Regions from separate parts of the Zea mays genome. Here regions 1 and 3 are each linked to region 2. The links are chromatin contacts, called in public Hi-C maps. All regions are on one chromosome and are shown on one strand. Each heading gives the region's core, a stretch centred on a gene start, on an enhancer-like site or on the middle of the called end of the contact. The rest is flanking DNA. Distances are from core to core; before and after follow the strand shown. Region 1 holds the start of LOC100384364. Region 2 holds the start of LOC542581 (elongation factor 1-alpha). Region 3 holds the start of LOC100285158.

What was found. Hi-C and Micro-C count contacts between places; a contact is called where the count stands out from the background.
Region 1: a contact with region 2 is called in a Hi-C map of endosperm, with 2.7 times the contacts expected there. The contact joins the promoter of LOC100384364 here to the promoter of LOC542581 in region 2. A contact is called at or near these places in 2 of 25 Hi-C or Micro-C datasets (endosperm and tassel).
Region 3: a Hi-C map of endosperm shows a contact between it and region 2, with 3 times the contacts expected there. The contact joins the promoter of LOC100285158 here to the promoter of LOC542581 in region 2. A contact is called at or near these places in 2 of 25 Hi-C or Micro-C datasets (endosperm and leaf).

Annotation. Positions count from the first base shown.
Region 1 is chr9:91,718,913-91,722,463 of Zm-B73-REFERENCE-NAM-5.0, reverse strand. It overlaps LOC100384364, which reads right to left and starts at 1,498. Exons shown (of 23, transcript NM_001362352.1): 1 at 1,406-1,498.
Region 2 is chr9:92,391,352-92,394,890 of Zm-B73-REFERENCE-NAM-5.0, reverse strand. LOC542581 (elongation factor 1-alpha) reads right to left here and starts at 2,135. Exons shown (of 3, transcript NM_001112117.2): 1 at 2,002-2,135; 2 at 909-1,393; 3 at 1-152. The coding sequence starts at 1,370.
Region 3 is chr9:91,852,605-91,856,081 of Zm-B73-REFERENCE-NAM-5.0, reverse strand. It overlaps LOC100285158, which reads right to left and starts at 1,614. Exons shown (of 4, transcript NM_001370701.1): 1 at 1,192-1,614; 2 at 796-1,103; 3 at 502-712; 4 at 1-420. The coding sequence starts at 1,425.

The DNA of each region.
Region 1 (3,551 bases), core at 249-2,748, 670 kb after region 2:
AGGGGAGCGCGGCTCGTCAGGCTGGCACGCTGGAGGCGTCGCGTCGGTCACTCCTCCCTCCCCTCAACTGCGTCGTCACCGGGAGATTATACTGCCGCCCGCGTGATGCGACGGGCGAGGCCTCTTGAGAACCGAGAGGCCTAGTGTGTCCTCTTGAGGCTCGGTTGATCGACGGATGGATGGATGGATGGATGGGATGCGTGCGTGAGCGGTGGCAGGCACCATTATACCAGTGATGAGTGGCACGGTAGGACAGGGTCAGGTTGTCAGTCACTGTGCAGGACCTGGAACAACATTTTACCCTCTCTATCTCTCTATCTCCTGCTTCGAGGCCACGCGCAGTCGGAAAAGAAGAGAGAGAGAGATAAAAGAAACGGCCTGCTCGCGAAAAAAGAAGAAGCTTTTTTTTTCTACCGGACCTAGGCAATGGTTTTGTTTTTAAACGCTGCTGCGATGGCCAGCCAAAAGCAGCCTGCTTTTGAATGCGCTTTCCTCTCTCTCTCTCTCTCTTTTTTCTCTCTCAGAATTCTCCTTTGTTTGTTGTTTCCTTTTACCCACAGAGATGCTGGGAATCTCGCGTGATCTATGCACGATCTTTGCTCTTGCATTGCTAGCTACAGACACCTAGCAGTAGTAGCACTAGTTCTAGTGCACGGTCGGGAACTCGGGTCGGGTGGGGCGAGAGGCGACGGCGGGAAGGGCAAGCGCCCGGCAGACAGAGCAAGACGACGAGCGGGAAGGGAACAAGGCGGGCAATGATGAGTTCGGCGAGGTTTTAAGACGGCGTTGGCACGCATCGTTGGCGCCCGGCGTGCAGAGGAGGCGTGCGTGACTAGGATCTCCACAGTGCAGTGCACTGCAGGCACTAGGCAGAGGGAAAGAGAGAGAGAGACGAGTTCACTTGCTTGACGCCAGCTTCATACGGCGAAAGAAAAGCCGGTGTTTCTCTGCGCGTCTGCAGTGGCCTTGCCGCTTGCTGGCTCAGTTGGCGCCTCAAAAGCGCCGACCCGAGGCACACACAGTGACACAGGGACGACGAACAGCTAGCAGGAGAGAGGCACCTCGCAATAGACGAGAGAGAGAGAGGGAAGAAAAGATCGACGAGCATCCATGCGAGCTTGCGAGGCCAGCAAGATGACTGCCGCGTGCTATAGTGCGCTGTCCTCGCCGTCAAATGCAGGAGCAGCTGCACGTTACCTCTAACTCTGTGGTACTTACTCTACATTAGCAATTTTTGTACAAGGCATATTATTGTCTTCGACACTTTTTGTTACCTCATATATATACTCAAACTTTATAATGAGGCGCGCGCGCGCACACACACACAAGAACAAAAATCTAAAGCTACCACGTGCGGAGATCGATCCAGCATGCATGTAGTATGAGCTGATGGGCAGGAGCATACCTGAAGCTTGGCGAGAGTGATGAAAATCGGTGTACAGCTCCACGGGTGCTTTTTCTTCCGTTGGGCAACGCGAGTAACAAGAGTGGTAGCCCAGGATCCCACCGTAACAAGAGTAACCAGCCCTTATATAAAGCCGAGAAAAAGGCGAATGCAAAGCGACCCGGGTGGCCGGAGCAGCGGAGCCACGGGTGCAGTGCAGAAAGGATTCGAAATAGTGTCTTTACATACTTCAAAAATGTACTGGGTAAATAGACGTTAAAAAAACAGTACAACAATAACATATGTATGTATGACCATGTGTTGTTTCGTTAGTCAAAGTTAAGACGCCTCTAAAACTTAATCTTGGGGGCCTCTTATGCCAAATATCACTTGTTTACAAATAAACGGTCACTTGGCTAACATGTTGCTTCGGCATGAATAAGTGTATTATTGCATGAACATTTATGGCGGACGAAGATAACCTTCGACTAAAACAGTGTACAAAGATGTTGTTTCGTCTATGCACAAGTAGCAAAGATGGCTGCCGAAGGCAACAGCTTCCGGCACGAGCAAGAGGGGAGGTTACCGAACAACGAAGGCTGAGACCCGCAAAGCCGAAGACGAAGAAAATACGTCATTGTCCTGATATCATTTGTAAACGGCTTATGTAAACCTTGATGTGTATTATTGTAAATCTATACAAAGACGGTTCATCTCCCATATAAATAGATGAACGGTGTCCTGCATAAAGTACCTTTTTCAAGGGCCATAGCTTCGTGCCGCTTAGCCTTTGAAGTTCTCATGCACCATTATGTTTCGTTTTCATTTACATATACATCTGAAGACTTTCGTCCTTCGCATTAATACTCTAAAAGAAGTGTTAAATCTTAGAACCAAGGTCCTCATTTCTAACTTATGTTGCTCTGATTTTTAATGCCTTCAGGGGATTGATATCAAGCAACCAACACTTAATTTTGTAGTAGTCCGTAAATTACCATATGTATTAGCCTGCATGGTTGTTGACATTTTTCTTCTAAAGAAGAAACGGGGAGAAAAAAGAGAATCGATACCGGTGGTCACCAGTTTACCATAGTCCGCGACCCATCTATGGAACTGTGGGAGGAGGGTGGTCATCAGTTCACCAGTTTACCATAGTCATGCATATTATATTCAGTTAACAACTACTGCACATACTGAAAAGAGCATGTTTCAGTCAGGATTTTAAAAACAACACATTAGCATGATTCAGCAGTATTAAAAAACATATATACTATCTGATAGTTGATAGTCTTTCGTAGCATGGATCAGTTTAATGAAAAAACTACATGTATTTAGCTGACAACTACTGCACATATAAATCTTAAAATAGTTTGTTTCAGTTACCATGGTTCAGAAAACAATATATTAGCATAGTACGATATCTAGAAAAAACTACATTATAGGAAAGTATGTTGTTGATGTTATTATATAGCATGACTGAGTTATCAAGGAAAATCTGAAAGAACTATCCTTGATGCCTCAAGTAATGGCAGAGCCACAAGTATATAGAATTAAAAAACTAGCTCTTAAACCTTGTGTTTCCCTCCTTTCCTCTCCCTCTCTCCATTCAAAAATATTGAACAAAAAATTCAATGCATCAATGAAGGACAACTACACAAGTTTATTCATGAAAAACCAATACTCTTTATGCATTGCATGAGGTATAGACTATAGAGACACCACAAAAGACATCTCCTACCAAACCATTACGGTTCCATATTGTCCAAAAACCATGTAATACCCAAAAAATTGTATCAGGAAAATAATAAGAATAATAATGATATAAATAAAAAAATATAATTATTATGTAGAGTTTTGGGATTATGGAACCCTCGGAGATTATTGGTGTTCTTTTCTTTGTGCATACTCAATTATGGAAAGTAAAATAGTCAAATAGCAAATAAATAAATATGGAATTTTGCATCTCACGCTGGAGTTTTAATTACTTGAGCATTTCAAATTGTGTGTGTGCAGATTTCAAACCAAAATTCAGAATACAAATTTAGGAGATAGAAAAGGAAGAAAATAGAAAACAAAAATAAAAGAAAAAAGGATCTCCTTGCGCTTGGGCCTAAGCTTCTCTATTCCGGCCCAATAACCCCTCACCGCTGATCCACTTCTCCTCCTC
Region 2 (3,539 bases), core at 886-3,385:
GACCTCTCAATCATGTTGTCACCTTCAAAACCAGAGATTGGAACGAAGTGGATCTTATCAGGGTTGTATCCAACCTTCTTCAGGTAGGAAGAGACTTCCTTCACAATCTCATCATAACGGGCCTTTGAATACTTGGGTGTAGTAGCATCCATCTGTAAAACAGCAAAACCCAAACAATACGATTAGTTCAATGAAACTAGCAACCTTAACAGCAAGCAAACATTAAAAATGCAATAACATACTAATTAAAACTAACTGGCCCAATACACTTGTTTTTATGGCATGAAATTTCTTGGGGTGTCAACAACAATAATCCCCATTCAGAAAACCATATTTCCAAAATTTATTCATGCTAACAAGTGCAGGCTGTATAAAAACCTAAAGCAAGTATACAGAAATACAGAGCTCATCAGGTGCATGCCAACAAATCCTACTAATTGACAAAGTAAAATAAGTACCAAATTGCAATCATATAATAACAGTTAATTATGCAATTCCTTGTGCTTTCAGCACATACACATTGCAAGTACTCCAACTACAAAAAAAACTAAAAACAGGTGAAATCATAAATACACATCACCTATTGGGAAAAAATCCTGGAAAACCATATTATATTATGCCAATTTGCGAGGTAATAAAGATGTTAACTTGCGAAGTAATAAAGATGGATTGCTATCATACATAAACATGTAGGAAGCAGATGGCCTTTAAAATGCAAGCAATCAGTGTTTCACTTTGTCAAAACTAGCATACAACTAACATTAGCTATTCAATCACAGCACAAATGCAGTATTTTCAACTTGAAGGCAGTAATACTGAGAGAAGATAAATATTGCTAGACTATTGAAATACATTTACAGGCATCTCAGTTCATGAACCAGAATAAATAGAAATTCCTGGAATCATACCTTGTTGCAGCAGCAAATCATCTGCTTCACACCAAGTGTGAAAGCAAGGAGAGCATGCTCACGGGTCTGGCCATCCTTGGAGATACCAGCCTCAAAACCACCAGTGGTTGAGTCAATGATAAGAACAGCACAGTCAGCTTGGGAAGTGCCAGTGATCATATTCTTGATGAAGTCACGGTGTCCCGGGGCATCAATAACAGTGCAGTAGTACTTGGTGGTCTCGAACTTCCACAGGGCAATATCAATTGTAATACCTCTCTCACGCTCAGCCTTGAGCTTGTCAAGCACCCACGCATACTTGAATGACCGCTTGTTCATCTCGGCAGCCTCTTTCTCGAACCTCTCAATCACTCGCTTGTCAATACCTCCAAGCTTGTAGATCAGGTGGCCAGTGGTGGTCGACTTGCCAGAGTCGACATGGCCAATGACCACAATGTTGATGTGAGTCTTCTCCTTACCCATGGCTGAAGGAAAATGTTACACTGCTGCTTACATCAAACATAGCAGATAAAAAGTCAATAGATAAATATATGTCAATAAACCAGTAATCAAACAAAGGGCAGGAAAACCCAAGTCGAAGTACCCCACCCACACAACATCAGAGATCCGAAACTAGACCCGATGAACAACGCAACGGTAATCATCTATGGCCGAGAATCAGTTGCAAACTGCAATCGTATTTATATACGAAATACATACTAAAGGTAGATGAAGAAGCGGAAGCTAAACTTGGATTAGTACTCCTACTGTCATACAAACAAAACAGAGATGAAGCGCCTCAGCCACGTAATATTATAGATCTCGGAAACTCAGTTACAATTTATGGCTCAATAACCAGTTGTAAGCTGCAAGTTCATACATAGACAATAAAGGTAGCGGCGGAGGAAAAAAACACTTAATTAAAAATACAGTGCATGAATCGGCTCAGCTCATCACACATAACGACGATCGACAAACCTAGTAGATCTGGGCATCAAACGAACAGGCTCAAGGCAGAGCGAAAAGAGAAGGAAGAGAAGCGCGCCCGCGCGTGAAGCAGAGTACCTCGTCGAGCGAAAAAAGAAGGAAGAGAAGCGCGCGCGCGGAAGTGTACCTCGTCGGGCGTCAGTAGAGTGGTGTGGTTTCTGCTCGCCTCTGATCTGAGGATACGGTGACGGCGCGCCGGCTACTACCAGTCTGCGGCAGCCGACTGCGTCTGGTGTCTGAGAGTGAGAACAGAATGGAGATAGGTTTTATAAGGAACGCGCCCTAGGGTTAGGACATGGATGAATGGGCTATTGGGCCCAAATATTACTTCACGGGCCACAAATGAACAAACAAAGCATCCGACGTACACATGCACGCATACTCGCTTGGTTTAATTTAATCCGAAGCGAACAATATCGTTATTATTATGTACTAGTGTCTTGCGCGCGCCCATGCGCGCATAGTGTTGTGTGTGTGTGTTTTGTAATTTTTCAATGTTTGGATTTAATTTATAATTTACATGGAATGCAAACAAAAGGTGCATTGTGTTTCTTATATGCATTTAGATGCATGTACAAGCTAGTATTATTTACATGTCACAAATAACATTCATAGTTTTATAGCCTCCAGCATAGTTCTTGGTGCAAATAAGATAAACACATGAATTACTAAAGATGACGGATAAGGTTGCAGTTCGTATTTTTCCTAAATTTTGGTTCTTGATTTGGAGCTGGTACCTTCTGGTAGAGCAAGATGTTGTCGGCATCGAACATTCCTACAAAGCAAGTATGAAATAGTTAAGCATCTTGACACTCGTAAAATAGCAAAGCTAAAACAAATTGGTTACTCCTATAAACATTTAAATTATACAATCAGGACATGTTTGGCTCCAAACTAATAATGAGGATGTAGCAATCTGCTAAACTTTAGCTCTATGGATATAAATAGGTCTAGATAACAGATTGTAATAAACTTTAGATTGTTTCTAAATCCCCATTATCTTACTATCTACCCAAACAATGGGGGCTAACAGGAACATTACTCTCCAATTATTAATTAACCCATTAGTTATGGATATAAACACCACAACCTACTATCCACTCTGCTAGGTAGTAGTTAGCAAATATTAGCTAAATAATGATAATATGTATTACATCCAATAGATCCTAAGAAAGGTCGAGACAACCAAATAGCAAATAGCCATGCATGGTAATCCACATGCAATCAGCAACTTGGAGGGAATAGCTCATCAACATTATGTGATGGTCATGGCACCAATTGAAAAAAAAATGTAGGTTAGTAAATGTTGGGTATTTATAGAATCTGACTCCAAGAATTAGATTGTTGTGAAAGCTTATATTATGAAATAAAAAAACACTTCTTAGGCCATAAGAATTGAAATCTAGAGCTTGAAGAGGCTGCAGAGTTAGTTCTTTAGGTAAGGATTTTTTGCGACATATGCCAGGGTTCGTAAAGCATGAGAACATAAGTTAGCCTTGTTTTAAATATACGAATCATTGTACGAAAGTTAGAAAGTGTGGGTGTAAATAAAAAGGAATTCATGACATAAGGAATAAATCAAGATCGTCTCCCGGTTACTGTACCAATTCTTGCTCGCCCATCCCTCCCATCAGCTCACTGCATATCATCTAGGTCGGCCTAGCC
Region 3 (3,477 bases), core at 365-2,864, 540 kb after region 2:
GTCCTCCGCCTCACCGTCCACTGGCAGGCCCTGCTTGAGCCGCCCGAGCTGGCGGGCGTGGAGCACTTGTTCCGCCACAACGGGCAGGCGCACCGCCTCGTACTCTGCCAGCGCGCGCGCAGGCGTCGGCTCTGAGTTCCAGTTCGCCAAGCACTGCCCGAGCGTGCACGCGTCCATGACCGACATGTTGGTGCTCCGCAACCCGTGCGGAGTCGTCGGGTGCGCCGCGTCGCCGACCAGTACCACGCGGCCGCCCGTCCACGACAACCGCCGCAGCGGGTCTGCGTCGTAGATCACGTTTACGAACGGCGCCGCGGTCTCCCTGACCAGACGCGCCAGCTCGGGGCACCAGACGCGCTCCGCCTCGTTCCGCATTCGTCCCACCATGGCGTCAGTCGCCTCCATGGTCACCGAGTTCCCCTGAACATCGAGCATAATCATCAGTACCTCGTGCGAGCAGCATCTAGCACGTCAACGACGCGGTGAGGGGACGGCCATTACCGCGAGCTCCGGTTCTGGGCCGTTGATGTACCAGAGCCAGTTGAGCCTGCTCCTGGGCAGCTCGTAGAGCACGGCGTGGGTCTTGTAAGCAAGGTCGAAGTAGAGGCAGTTGCCGAGCTCCGGGTAGGCTCTTCGGATGCTGGTCATGGTGTCAGAGCTCTCTTTCCCGCTGAAATCAAACACGCCTCGCCACGCGCAGTACCCGGAGTACCTGTCCCGACCACGGTGACTCGCCGGGTAAGAAATGGGTCACTATGGACCAAATCATCGAACCAAACGCGCAGGCAGCTGAACCTGAGCTTGAGGTCTGGCAAGAAGCTGCGACGGACAGACGACGTGGAGCCGTCCGCGGCGATGAGCAGGTCCCCCGTGGCCTCAACCGTCCCTCCCGTCCGCAGCACGCGGGCCGTCGCGACGACCCCGCGTGTGTCGTCCGGCGCCTCGAACGACAAGAACTGGTGCCCCCACAGCACGGTCACCGCGGGCGGCAGCTCCTCGTGCAGCCGCCGGTGCAGGTCGCCCCAGTGAGCCGCGCGGAATTTGAAGTCTTCGTCCCTCGCCAGCGTCCGCGCCGCCTTCGTCGCGCTGTCCGTGGCTATGTTCTGTAGCCTTGAACGGTCAACTCGCAACTTCCAATGGATCTCACCTCAACGCGAGCGCGGGCGATCCGGAGAGGACGGGGAAACTTACCAGATCGACGGCGAGCGGCAGCGTGACCGCGTCGATTCCCCACCCCGGGATCCAGCGCGAGATAATCTCCATAGACTGCGCGTCGAGGCCCAGTCCGGCGCCCGTGCCGCTCCCCGCCGCCGGCGCTGCCGCCTTCTCCAGCACAACCACCTCCCATCCCGCGCCAGCCACGGCGTGAGCGCACGCTAGCCCAGCAACGCTCCCTCCCACCACAACAGCCACCTTCTTTCCCATCTAGCCAATTGCCCCACAAGGCCACAGGTCCACAACCATCCGCGTCGCTCTCCCGTTTCTATACGTACGGCCCCCCAAAAGATTCCACCTTGGCGCCTCCTACCCACAGGGCCACATGTCCCACGATGGCGACGGCGTGCCACCAGGCCATGCCGCTGCGCGACTGCAACGTACTGATGAGGACCCTGGCCAGGCGCGGCAGTTTCTCATGCGTCATGGCAGTTTACTACGATCTCCGCGCGCGGCCTCGTCGCAGACAGCTACACCTGCCCGTTCGTGCTCAGGGCAATCGGCGTGATGAAGCTGTCTGTCGAGGGGCGCAAGGTGCGTGCGTGCGGCCGCAGTGAAGACCGGGTTCGGCTGGGATGCATACACCGTAAGGCCTTGTTCGTTTGCGTTGGATTGCACCCGGAATCGTTCCAGCTAATCAAAGTTTATATAAATTAGAGAAGTAATCCGGTTAGGAATAGTTCCGACCCACCAATCCGACACAAACGAACAAGGCCTAAGTTTTCTGATGGAGATGTACAAGATGCTGGGCCGTGCGGATTTCGCAAGAAAGTTGTTCGACGAGATGGCGAAAAGATTCATGTGATGATTTTAGCGGATCTGTGTCCTAATTTAGCAATCCGAGAGCCTTAATTAACAGAGAATGGGTTAAGCCTTCCTAATCTATGAACATAAACAAAGAGAGAGAGGCGTACCGTCTGCCTTTGATTAAGGAAAAAGGTTGGTGAGGTGTGTAGTGTCCTAGGATTCTTCTGAATCTTGTAGTGGTGGAGGTGGATCTTGGCGCGTTAGAGGAGGAGCGTGGTTGCCGGTGTCTTGGTTCTCATGTGGAAGAGGCTCGGATCCTGGGCCGTTGTTGTCCGACGCTATAGATCACAACTCTTCCAATCACTACGAAGCCTATGCGATGGGGACCTCTCTAGAATTGTGGATTAGGGTTTTGGTGCTAGTAGTTAGCGTTGGCTAATCATGCCGCCTCCTTAATCCTTCTATATGGTGATGTGTGACCGGAAGCTGCAACCATGGTTAGGGTGGCCTCTCCGATCAAGGGCGCGAGGTTAGGCAGAGTTAGTTAGGTTAAGCTCAATCTGGTCCCTATTGATCGACCGTAGAGGACATATCCAACATTATCCCCTTTGTTTCTCTACATTTCTTATACTTAACTTTTCTGGATCCCACCCTTCGACAAAGTTTACACATCAAGACCAATGAGTAACGAAGATCGATTAAGTGTCGCGTCACTCATTGACTACAACATTGCTCCCCTGCATCGAAATGAGATATCTTTACTAGGTTTCTTTCTATAGCCCCTTTGATTCAAGGTCACATGCTCCACCTTAACCCCATGCCGGCTACGTGTTGTCTAAACACATTGGATGGAAGGCCTTTTGTGAGCGGATCTACTAGCATCTGGGTTCTAATATGTTCAACTTTAATAGTGTGATCCTGGATCTTCTCCTTACCAACATAAAACTTAATGTCAATGAACATGGCAGGGCCACTTGACTTGTTGTTATAGGAGTAGAATATTGTTGACTCATTTTTGTAGTAAATTCTCAGTGGTCTCTCTATGCTATCAACCACTATTAATCTGGGTAAGAATTTCTTCATCCACATTGTCTGCCCAGTGAATATCAAACACCCGCGATTTAGCTCACTACGCAACCTGCAAAAGGAAGGCTTAGCTAGCCCTTTCGATCGAGCTGCGCAGGATGAGGAAAAAGAAAAAAGGGCGACGCCATGCTCCCTCGTCCGTCTTCCTCCGTCCGCTGGCGGCCCGTTCGGTTGAAGATTTTGCTGCTGGGCCGTCTTCTCCACGTCCCTTGCGAGTGGTCGCGCAGGAGTGCGGCCCACTGCTACAGGAGCGCGGCGTGGCTCGGGTTGGACGGAGTCCTTCAGGTACGCTGGTAGGGTTTCCTATTGATTTCCTTGGGTCGCATTCCTTTCCCCATCTTGCTTTGCGTCTCTCTCGCCTTTGGTCGCTTCCGAGTTCGTCGCGTGAAAGTTTCTGCGGAGGGTGGATCTCCTCTCCGTTTCGCCCGC